Regions from separate parts of the Hordeum vulgare genome. Here region 1 is linked to region 2. The links are chromatin contacts, called in public Hi-C maps. All regions are on one chromosome and are shown on one strand. Each heading gives the region's core, a stretch centred on a gene start, on an enhancer-like site or on the middle of the called end of the contact. The rest is flanking DNA. Distances are from core to core; before and after follow the strand shown.

Region 1 (5,126 bases), core at 953-3,452, 290 kb after region 2:
ATGGCCAACTTGGTTTTTGAGGCTCTCCCACTGGTGTTCGTCATTGGGTGGTTATGGAGTCCTACATGACCCACCTCATGGGTTAGGCATCATCCTCTTCTGTCATGGGAGGTGGTGTTGGCGGGGAGGGGGGATTTGCGTCGGTGTGACGCCACACACAGACGTACGCCCCGTGCGTCTGGGGCGGACTGCGAGCACGCGCACTGCAGGCAAGACGCGGCCGACGCAGGCTCGGAGGACGATCGACAAAAAAATATTGTCGTCGGAGATCATGATCATCGCGAAGCCATGTATCCCATAGCGGCAATTCCACGACGAACCTGCGGTCAAAGAGGAGTTCTGGTGGCAGACGGGCACGATGCCTGTCGATCTCGTCATGGCAGGCGTGGTCGCTCACTGTGATCGCTGGGATGGGCACCCTGTTCGTGGAGAGTTGCGAGTTGTTGGGAAGGTGAGCATCGCTTCACGGCAGTGGCATCGCCATCTCCCAAGAGTTACAGGAGATTCTTGTGTTGATGTACGGCCTGCAGCGTTGCGGCGCCCCCGTTGGCGAGATCGCCAATGTGGGCGTATCGGGTGGCGTGGAGTTAGTGGAGCAGCGGGGACCGAAGGAGGATCCGGCCTCATGGTTGTGCTTTCCCTTGCCGAGCAAATGCCGCCCCCGATGACGGTTGGCAAGAGGAATAGGAAGACCGACGGCTAGGGTTTCACTCGTGTTGGGGCTCGAGGAGGCATGAGGGCTCGAAAGTGAAAGCTATGGACTAACCGGTTCACGGCTTCCGCGTTAAGAACGACGACGACCAGGGCAGATGGGTGGCTAACAAGCGGACCACCCCGCACACACGGATTAATTTTGGACGATGGAATGTAGGTGGCCGCCTGCCATGCGAGCTCGACGCAGAAGAGAAGTTTGGGCGCGTGGCTCCATTGGTTGTCCTCCGGACGCAAACCTCGAGCAAATTTGCTTTAGGAATGGGGCGGGCCGAATGTGAAATAGATACATTATGCAGATGTGGTCATGCGTTCGGCCGTGCCGACTATCCATTTTGGTCAAAACAGACGCACCCAGACAAGACGGGGTCGTGTGCTGGATTTGGCCTAAGGCCAACTCCAATGCACGACCCCAAATCGTCCGGTAGTGTTCGTTTAGGGGTAAGCGGACAGAAAACACAAACCAGCGCGTGCGAGCAAACAGACAATTGTTTGTTTTTCATCCGCTTTCGCCTCATTCCCAGTCCATATTTGGGCCACGTTTGCGCCAAAGTGTACACAGGCGGATGGGCAAGACGCATGCCCATGTCCTCCCTTGGCCCGCCCGCTGGGGACGTGTGCACCCCCTTTTTCTCTCCCCCTCCCCCGCTTGCCGCGCCCCCGAGCAAACCCTCCCACATAGCGTCGCCGGCAATTTTTCTCTATCTCGCTCTCCGGCCCGTCCCCCATCTCCCCTCCTCCTCCTCCTTCTCCTCCTCCTAGTAGCATAGTCACCCGCTTGGTGCTCCCCTCGGCCCGAGCGTTGGCCAACCAGTAGATCTACGACACCGGAACATCTCCAATGGATCTTCGTCAAGTGCAAAAAGGATGGGGTATGTGCTTCTCTAGGTTCAGTTTTCTTCTAGGCTTTGGTGGAATTTCTATAGCTTATTTGCTCAAATTTGTGTGTAAAGGGAATGCATGTTTTGATATCGAAAAGAATAATAAATCGATCTATTAAAATATTTAATTGTAGTACTTGTTTTTTTTATCTTACTCTCGTAGCAAAGAGTTGATGCATGTATGTATCTTTAATGAAATAAAAAAAGTTTCAATGCCAAAAGAAATAAGGGGGTCCTTTGGCCGTGGCGGACCAGATGCACAACGCACGGCCAGCGCATGCACAGAATAGGCCATACGCCACCGATTGTCCTACCCAAACAGATAAAATCTAGACAAAATGAAAATTTATTTGAGTTCGTGGGTTGGATTTGGCCTAGGTACAAAGGCACAAAGTTCCCGTCGGAACAAAACCCTCTGGTGTGTCTTCCCCTATTGTTGCGTCCGTGGGGAGCAAGAGGGTGGTGTCATGCACGGACCTGGCTCAGGGGAGCAGCTGCTGGCAGTTGGGCAACAGATCTCTCTCTCTCTCTCTCTCTCCCTTTCACCCACTCCCTTGGTATGCCCATGCAGTGATGATGCCCGGGGGCGAAGCAGGGATTCTCTGCAGCACCAACCCTAGAGCAGATAGATGGATCCCTGCTCCCGAGCTGGAATCATCTCAAATATGCATCACCACAAAGGGTCCTTGAGCTTATCCAGCTGCTCGACCGATCATCACTGCCCGGGCCGGGACCCTTGGCTGGAGCTGGATTTCGGTCCTCCATCTCACCCACTCGCGCACTGCCTGGACTAGACACGCAACAAGTTGTTGCAAAAACGACAGTCGGTGCAGTGCAGTGCCCGTTTCGATCGCTGTCAGCCTCTCTAGCTCGCTAACGCTAGGCTCCGGCCACTTTATCTAACTGTGGCGTGCAATCCGTAACAGTCCCCGTTCCCCCCCAGGCCGCTAGCTACGCTAGCTAGGGCTAGCCAACCAATTATCGTCTTTACAGTCAGATCGCAATGGAAAATATAATTGTGCCCGTGGCCAGTGGCCTGTACGCTGTACCCATGGATCGACGCCGATGCAGTGCAGTGCAGTGCAGTGCAGACATGTCCCTACCTCGACCAATAACCCAGGGAAGCCTCTCGAGTCGCCCGCAGAGGCAGATCGAGCGGGCTTTGGTTTTTCCTTGACCACCGCTCGCGGAGTGACGTGCCGACGACATGGGCGCGGCGCTGCGCATGTCGGCACGGTCGCCGCGCCGTGGGCGACCGCGAACGCCGTCCCGTCGGAATCCCATGCAGCTACGCTACAACCGAGACGGAGTCGTCGTCGCCGGGGAGACCCCTATTCGAACGCAGGAGACACGCTCGATCGGCGCCGCGCTGTGTGGCATCAGTACGTGGTGACGGTGCAACTTGTTGCGCGAATCGAGCGCCGCGAAAGCAACGTAGTTTGACATATATACGAATGCCGGTGGAGAGGGCGGTGCTTGCTTTTCCCGGGTCAAGGAAAATGGGTGCTCAACCATCGGTCTAGACTTTCAAACCTTGACTCGACAATGAACATGCCACTGCTAGCTAGTAGCTACTCCAGCTTGCAAACTGCACGACTGCCTGTCCGAGAAAACAAGGATTTCTTGTGCTGCCCATGATGATTCGCGAGATGAAAACCCGGGAATCTGAGCGTTGGTCGATCGAGGGTTACGGCTGGCGCTGAAGGCCACAGTGCCCACACGCGCACACGCGCGTCCACTGATACACATACGCCCCGACCCTGCAGTGCAGCACAGCAGCAGGCAGGGCCACTATAGGGCGCGATCGAGCCAGCCCGGCCGGCCGGCCGGCCATGTTGTTGTTGGGGACGGCGACGAGATGCATGGGCGACAGGCTACGTCGCATCATTCACCCTGGCCCTCGTAGCCCTTTACCTGCATAGCACTGTCGCAGGGAGCGCATGCAAATCCCCGCCCTGCATGCTCGCCCGGGGCGGAGCCGCGCGCCGTCCGATCGACCATGCACACCGGGCAGCGGCGCGTCGCGCGAACGACGGGTCGACACGTATGCCCGCCGCTGGCCCCGCCGCACAGGAAGACCAAACGTGAAGCAAGCCCTGCCGCTGCAACAACCAGCACAACGGATGAGATTGGACCACCGGGCCGGTACAGAGGCAGCGGCAGGGCAAATATCCACCACCACTCGTGAACCACAAAGACATAGACAGGGAGGCGCGCGCCGAGGAGCGTCAGATTCCGGTGTCCCGTGCCAGGGCGGGGCAGCGCTCGTCGTCATCATCACGGTAGTGCTGCCTCCAACGACTTCGGCAACGGGCCAGCGTCGTCCATCATTGCCGCCAAAAATGCATTCAAGCCGCATTACCAGTTCGGTCAAAACACGGCGGCTGAGATCCGGCCATGCTTCGCTTCAGTGGGCAACAACTGCTAATCCAGCCATGCCCGTGCATTAATTCTCACGTTTCCATATAGGCTCTCTCCGTGTAAACGCGTTGCAAGCTTTGACAGAAGGCAGATTCTGGGGTAAGATAACAACAGGTGACCAGGAAATCCTACGTCATGAGATGTTTTCGTGAAAAGGAATAGAGAGGAGAGAGTTTGCGTAAGGCTGTGGCTGGACCTCAGTCATTAAGACTTACCAAAGTCCCACTAAAGTGAGAAAATATATACTCCATGTTAGATCTCATGAATATAACATTGACTTAGACTTCGTTAAATCTCGGTCGACTGAAATTTAGCAACCCCGTTTACCGTAATGTGGTGCTTGTTGTATTGAGCCTTGAGAACGAGAATATATATATATATATAATACTTGGAGGGCAAGTCTCCTGGGGATAAGATTATAACAATTCCTATCTAATCCCGGGTAATCTCTGATTACCAAATATATCTCTAACATCCTCCCCGTCTTAGCAGCAGGCGTTGCGACAACAAAAACATCACGGACGGTTAGACTGAAGAGAAACTGAAGGTTTCCGCCCCTCGAAGTTCCTATAAGTTTCCTGTCAAGTTACTTCAATTCTATGATGAGCATTAAACAAGATTTTATCTGCGACCCAGTCGAAGGGACAGGGCCTGCTATGTTGGATTATATTGAAACTCCAAAAAAGTCTCTGAAGAAGGATGAGAATACATGTAAGTGGATTGCTCCGCCGTAGAATTAGGCCAAACTGAATACGGATGGATCTCGGTCGGCTGATGGAACTGCGGGTGCGGGGATGATACTTCGAGATGACACAAGAATTTCTCACCTTGCAGAACCCCTTTCTCTTGTAGGGATGCTATGGAAACGGAACTGTGTGCTTGTATAGAAGGGCTTTCTTTGTCTCTTCAACGTTCAGACCAACCAATTCTTCTGGAAATAGACTCAATATCAGTGATGAATCTACTAAAGGATGTTGACCATGATAGGTCGGTTTTTGCTTCATTATTGGCAGAGATTAAATATCTTATGTCTCTCCGTAAAACTTGTGTTACTTGTATTAAGCATAAACAAAATACTGTAGCAGATTATTTGGCAAACTTTGCTAGAACCTA
Region 2 (5,002 bases), core at 1,435-3,934:
GCCCAGGCGAGGTGACATATGTCTCGCTTTAAGCGACACATAGACGCACCCCTACAATACATCCTAAAAAAAATTATACTCTACAATGTAAAGATTGTTCTTGCATGTCTGGTATCGAAGTTCGTTCTTGGGCTAATATATGGCATCGCCGTCATATGTATGACATCTATATTTGTGTCAAAAGAAATCTCCATACAATATATTGATATATCTATCTCAAAACTGATGGCTATTAATTTGAAAAGGGGCCTTCTCTTTTATTTTTCACACCGGATTTGCCAACGATTTGGTTCTGCATTGACTTTGTTTGTGTATTATAACTGACGTTTCAACGTTTGCATCAAAGGCAGACACTAAAGAATTCGAAAATGAAGTAAGCAAGTAGTACTTGATTGCACTAGCTGCGTTTACTTTTTAATATGTCGTACGGATTAGACACAAATGTACGCAAAAATGGGTTAAATAAAGGGGAGTGATCTGCACCGGCGCGTCGGCTGAAACTTTCTGCCGGCCGCACGATCCACTAACCCCCGCGCGTCCGCACCGTTGGATCTTCATGCAACATTTTTTCTTCCGACGCAGCAAAATTCGTCGCGATGCAGCAATTTTTTCAACGATTGCAACAAAAAATAAAATTTGTAGCAAAAAAAAAATCTACATGATCGTAGCAAAAAAACGAATCTGGTGGTGCGTGGTAGCAAAAGTCAAACGCTGGTTGTAACAAATATCTACGTGAACGTATATACAACTTTTTTAGTGAACGGTTGCAGCAAAACATGATGTGGGTTGTAGCAAAAATTAACACGGTTGTAGCAAAAGTAAAAAACATCGATTGTAACAAAAATCCGACGAACTGGAGTTGCAATCAAACGTATATGTAACTTTTTTACTGGGACAAATGTAGTAAAAAACGCTTGCAACAAATATGACGCTGGTTGCAACAAATTTAGACGAAAAATGTTGCATCCACTGACCAACGAAGCGTGCGCGTGCGAAAAATATTGCATAAGCACGCGCGCGCGAGGGGGCGACCGGCGCGTCGGTTCGGCCGACGCGCCGTATGAAAACGGTTCCCTTAAATAAACCTTAGGGAGGCTCCTATTTTCATCAAACATGTAAACTTTAATTTATGTTTCTTGTTATTCAAAAAAAAAAAATCTGCTTCTTCAGTTAACTGTATCCATGTTCCCGCAATTAGACCTTTATCAATAGCATTATCACTGTTCATCGAACACCTTCTTGAGTGTTGTACCGTATTTTGCTTAAAGAAAACAGTGTTACCATATGATTTCCCATGTGTGACTTGCCTTTCAATACGTTCACCTCTGCATCAACAGTGAAACCTGGAGTAGAATTTATAATAACATCTGAATTTCTTTTCTGTTATAAAGTTTTTTGTTTTATATGATTCTGCTCCCGCAGGTTCTGATAAAGTTTTAGTAGTAATAGGAAATGTGCATGCTGTGACTTATTCAAAGTGAGTGAGCTGCTTCCCATCAAAAGGAGATCCTTTACCGAACTAGTAGTACTTTGGATATGTTCCGTTATTCAGCAAGTGCGCTGTGCCACTTTCGCTCTGAACACTGCAAGTGTTAATCTATTGACAGATAACTAGAGAAGCACTTTACCTTTGTCCATCCTGATACAGTTCCTTCACTTGAAACAGATTCTTCAAGGACGGTTGACGCGCGACGGCACATAGCAAAGTACCACGTACTAAACCATAACAGCAGTGTGCATTGACAAGAGCACTGACAAAGATGCATCTATATCGGCTGTAGGGTGTCCTGGCACTCAGCCACTCACCACAACCAACAGAAGCTCCGTCGGAGGGCACCCCCCTCTGGACGGGAACCGGTGCGAGTTCCAATCATTTTGAAACCAAGCAAACTATTGAGGCGCATGATCAACAGTCAACACACCACCTCCTATCATCTCCATGCATGAGCCGAGCTCTCCTTTCCGTTGCTTTTTTATTATCGCCTTCCGAGATTCTGATTCGCCCGCCCTCATGGCTGCTGCGCTGCTCAGTTCTGTCCGAGGACGAAGGAGGTCCTAGATAATATATATGATCGCCCAAACGATGTTGTTTACTAGCTTATCCCGGCTGATTGATATGCTAAACAAACCAATCTCAACTAAGAAAACCTTACCCACGCCCATACATTAGAGGTTTAGGCACCGGGCTGGTGCAGTACACTAGTGGCTATAGTACCCAACACTAGCAGAGTAGCAGCAGCCATACAGAACCTTATCTTTGCGGGTTATCTATCTAACTTTCTGTATTTTTGGTCGTCGGGCTTGACATTCCCCAGCCGGGCGAACGTGCGCCTTGAGCAGTGACGAGGAATCCGGGAGAAGAAAACGATATCTCCCCGCCTCTTCTCCCGCGCTGCGCCCGTCGCCGCTTGACGATCGAGGCGTGGCTCATGCAGTTAACGAGACCCGGATTCGTTCAAACCTTAAATCACAGTGATTTGACAGCCGTAGCAACTCCGCGTGCGTGCGTGCGTGTAGGAACGGAACGGAGAATTAAAGCCGGCATCTGGAAGAAGCAAATCAGGAGGAGAGCGAGAGTAGACGACCGAGACTGAAGAGGAAGAGCAGCAAGATATTACGCGTCTCGGGCCAAAACGGACAGCAACACGAGACGGTACGGTCAGTCGGTCAGACTCAGACATGCATGCATGCATGCATGCCCAGCCTTGCGCGGGGACTGGGTCATGCATGCATGCATGCATGCCGATACCGTACCGGGGAATCACCTGGTCTGCCTCGTGTTACTACTAGCAAGTTTCCTCAGGTTTTTCAATCATTTTCCCCGAAGGTTGGGTCGAAACCGGAAAAGACCGGTGCCGACGCTGAATGTTTCCTCGGAAGCAACCAATTCACCGGTCCAGCTTGGGGCGCACCGAGTACGACCGCCGCCGCGTCGTCGGCGGCCGTCTAATGACCGCCCCCCGCCCGCCCCGACGTACCAACCAACCAACCAGCCAGCCGCTCGCTGTCACGACTTTCCACCGGTGCAACGCGGCCGGAACCAGCGCCACCCCCTTCCACAACCACAACTGGCCAGCAGCGACGCGCGGAGCGCATGGATCCACATCCGCCCATGCCATGCCATGCCACCGGACTGAATTTTTTCCGGGATCGCCCCGTGCTCCCCGCCACCAGACACGGCCATCACGAGCCCCTCGCCCCTCCGCTCCCCTCCCCGGCCGGTGCAGAAAAGGCAAAACCAGCTCACGGGTCACGAGGGCCCGTACGTGCACGTCACGCTCAGCCGCAGCCACCGTCCTAGCAAGGCTATACCTAGACCTTCTTCTTCCGGGTCCCGATATTCACCACACGTATGGACGTTATCTTTTAAGTTATCGCCCGACGTGCGTGCGTGGTTTCTCTTTCACCGGAGCGAGCTGGAGTAGCTAGCTAGCTTGCTTGCCCCTGTTGAAAGCGCGGCCGCCGCAAGATATATGGATAGACACGTACTCCGGCGGGCTTCTTTTTCGCCGGCGGGCATGCCGTGGCGGAATTGACCACACTAGCCCGCTAGTTTACAGTTCGTGTTTTAGGCATCAGTCCATCTTATTTCGCACACGGGGTCGTCGGCCGCTTTTCGCCCCCGCACGAAAATGGCGTGCGTGCGTGCCTCTGCCCGGTCGCGGCGGTGTCGTGTCATAGTCCCCGGATACGTCCCGGAAGCTGAAACCGGTCGCCGGAAGCGACGGATCCTACTGGCCACCGAACCACTCCACTACCACCACCACCAGGAAGCTGTTTGTTTCGTCGACGTCGAGTGTTCTCCCGTTGAAACTACTCCTACTAGCTAGGTCGCCGTGCATGCATGCGATTAGCATTCAGCTGCCGCCGCCGGCCGGCCGTGCGCCGGGCCGATCGAAGGTACATGCATGCATGCTCAGGTCAGGTGCCATCTATCGGCGTCGCTGTACGACTCGGTCGATATTGGGTCCCGTGAGCTTGACAGGAATTGCGCGGCTGGTCGCCGGTCCGGCCGCCGTACTTGCACCGCTGACTCGTTTTTTTTCTACTACTAGCACTGGTAGTATAATAAATTGTATATAATCGATGCCACGCAACGCAACGGAAGTACGTACGAGCGAAACATTTGAAATCGCAGCGGAAGGACGAGGCCTGACGGCACAGGATAGGGGTCGTGCGTACGTGCCGACGCGGCGCATGCCATCATGCAAGTAAAATAATGTACTTCTATACGCTACGTATTAGTTTGCCTTGGATGAAGAAAAATATCGAATCTATCGCAGGTCGTGCAGCTGTTAACAACGTCGAGACGCATACATACAGCTAGATGACGGTGATAACGTACGGGCGAGGCAGGGTTTTTGTATTTGTTTTCCCCCTTGATTGATGTGATCCGGACGTACGAGATGTCGACCTCATCGCGCGCTTGGCTCCATCGCTCAAGATATGCATGGGCGCCGCAACTCGAAGATGACGGTGAACTAGGAGAAGCCAAAACTAATTTCGTCAAGAGAGATAAACACAAGTGTGAAACGCGGTGATTCGTCTGTGCCCTCTAGTGTCTAACGATAATCTTCTCACATGTACTCCCTCTGTTTCGGAAAGTCATCTTTTGCTGAGATGAACAGTAAAATCAGAAAAAAATGATAACGTTTAAAAAGTTTTGAAGAAACTATCGTTTTACTTGTCAGATTTTGCCAATGAAAATTACATTCTCTAAAAATGATAATTGAAAATGAAATTATGTGAGAACATGTAACTTTTGTCAATGTTTTCTCTAAAAAGAAATTACATTCTTTTTTCCATTCTTGTCAGATTTTACTGTTCATGGAGCTAAAAAACTTAACTTCCCTCTATTTCTAGATATAAATATTTTTCAAGATTTTAGTAGAGCTACATATGAATGTATATAGATTTATTTTAGAGTGTAGATTTTAGTAGAGTCTTTTCAAAAACTTATATTTAGAAACAGAGGAAGTACTCCCTCCGGTCCTTTTTACTT

The links. A called contact is a pair of places that touch in the nucleus more often than the background predicts.
Region 1: a Hi-C map of leaf shows a contact between it and region 2, with 6 times the contacts expected there. The contact joins two enhancer-like sites. A contact is called at or near these places in 3 of 6 Hi-C or Micro-C datasets (leaf and seedling).

What each region holds. Positions count from the first base shown.
Region 1 is chr2H:585,353,004-585,358,129 of MorexV3_pseudomolecules_assembly, forward strand. No RefSeq gene overlaps it. Among protein-coding and RNA genes, the nearest start is that of LOC123427462, 170 kb to the right of the region's middle. Within about 2 kb of position 2,203, at least 3 of the 3 cell types and tissues checked have open chromatin away from gene starts, as enhancers often do. A contact at or near this core is called in leaf and seedling, where this site is marked.
Region 2 is chr2H:585,060,342-585,065,343 of MorexV3_pseudomolecules_assembly, forward strand. No RefSeq gene overlaps it. Among protein-coding and RNA genes, the nearest start is that of LOC123427459, 23 kb to the right of the region's middle. Within about 2 kb of position 2,685, at least 3 of the 3 cell types and tissues checked have open chromatin away from gene starts, as enhancers often do. A contact at or near this core is called in leaf and seedling, where this site is marked.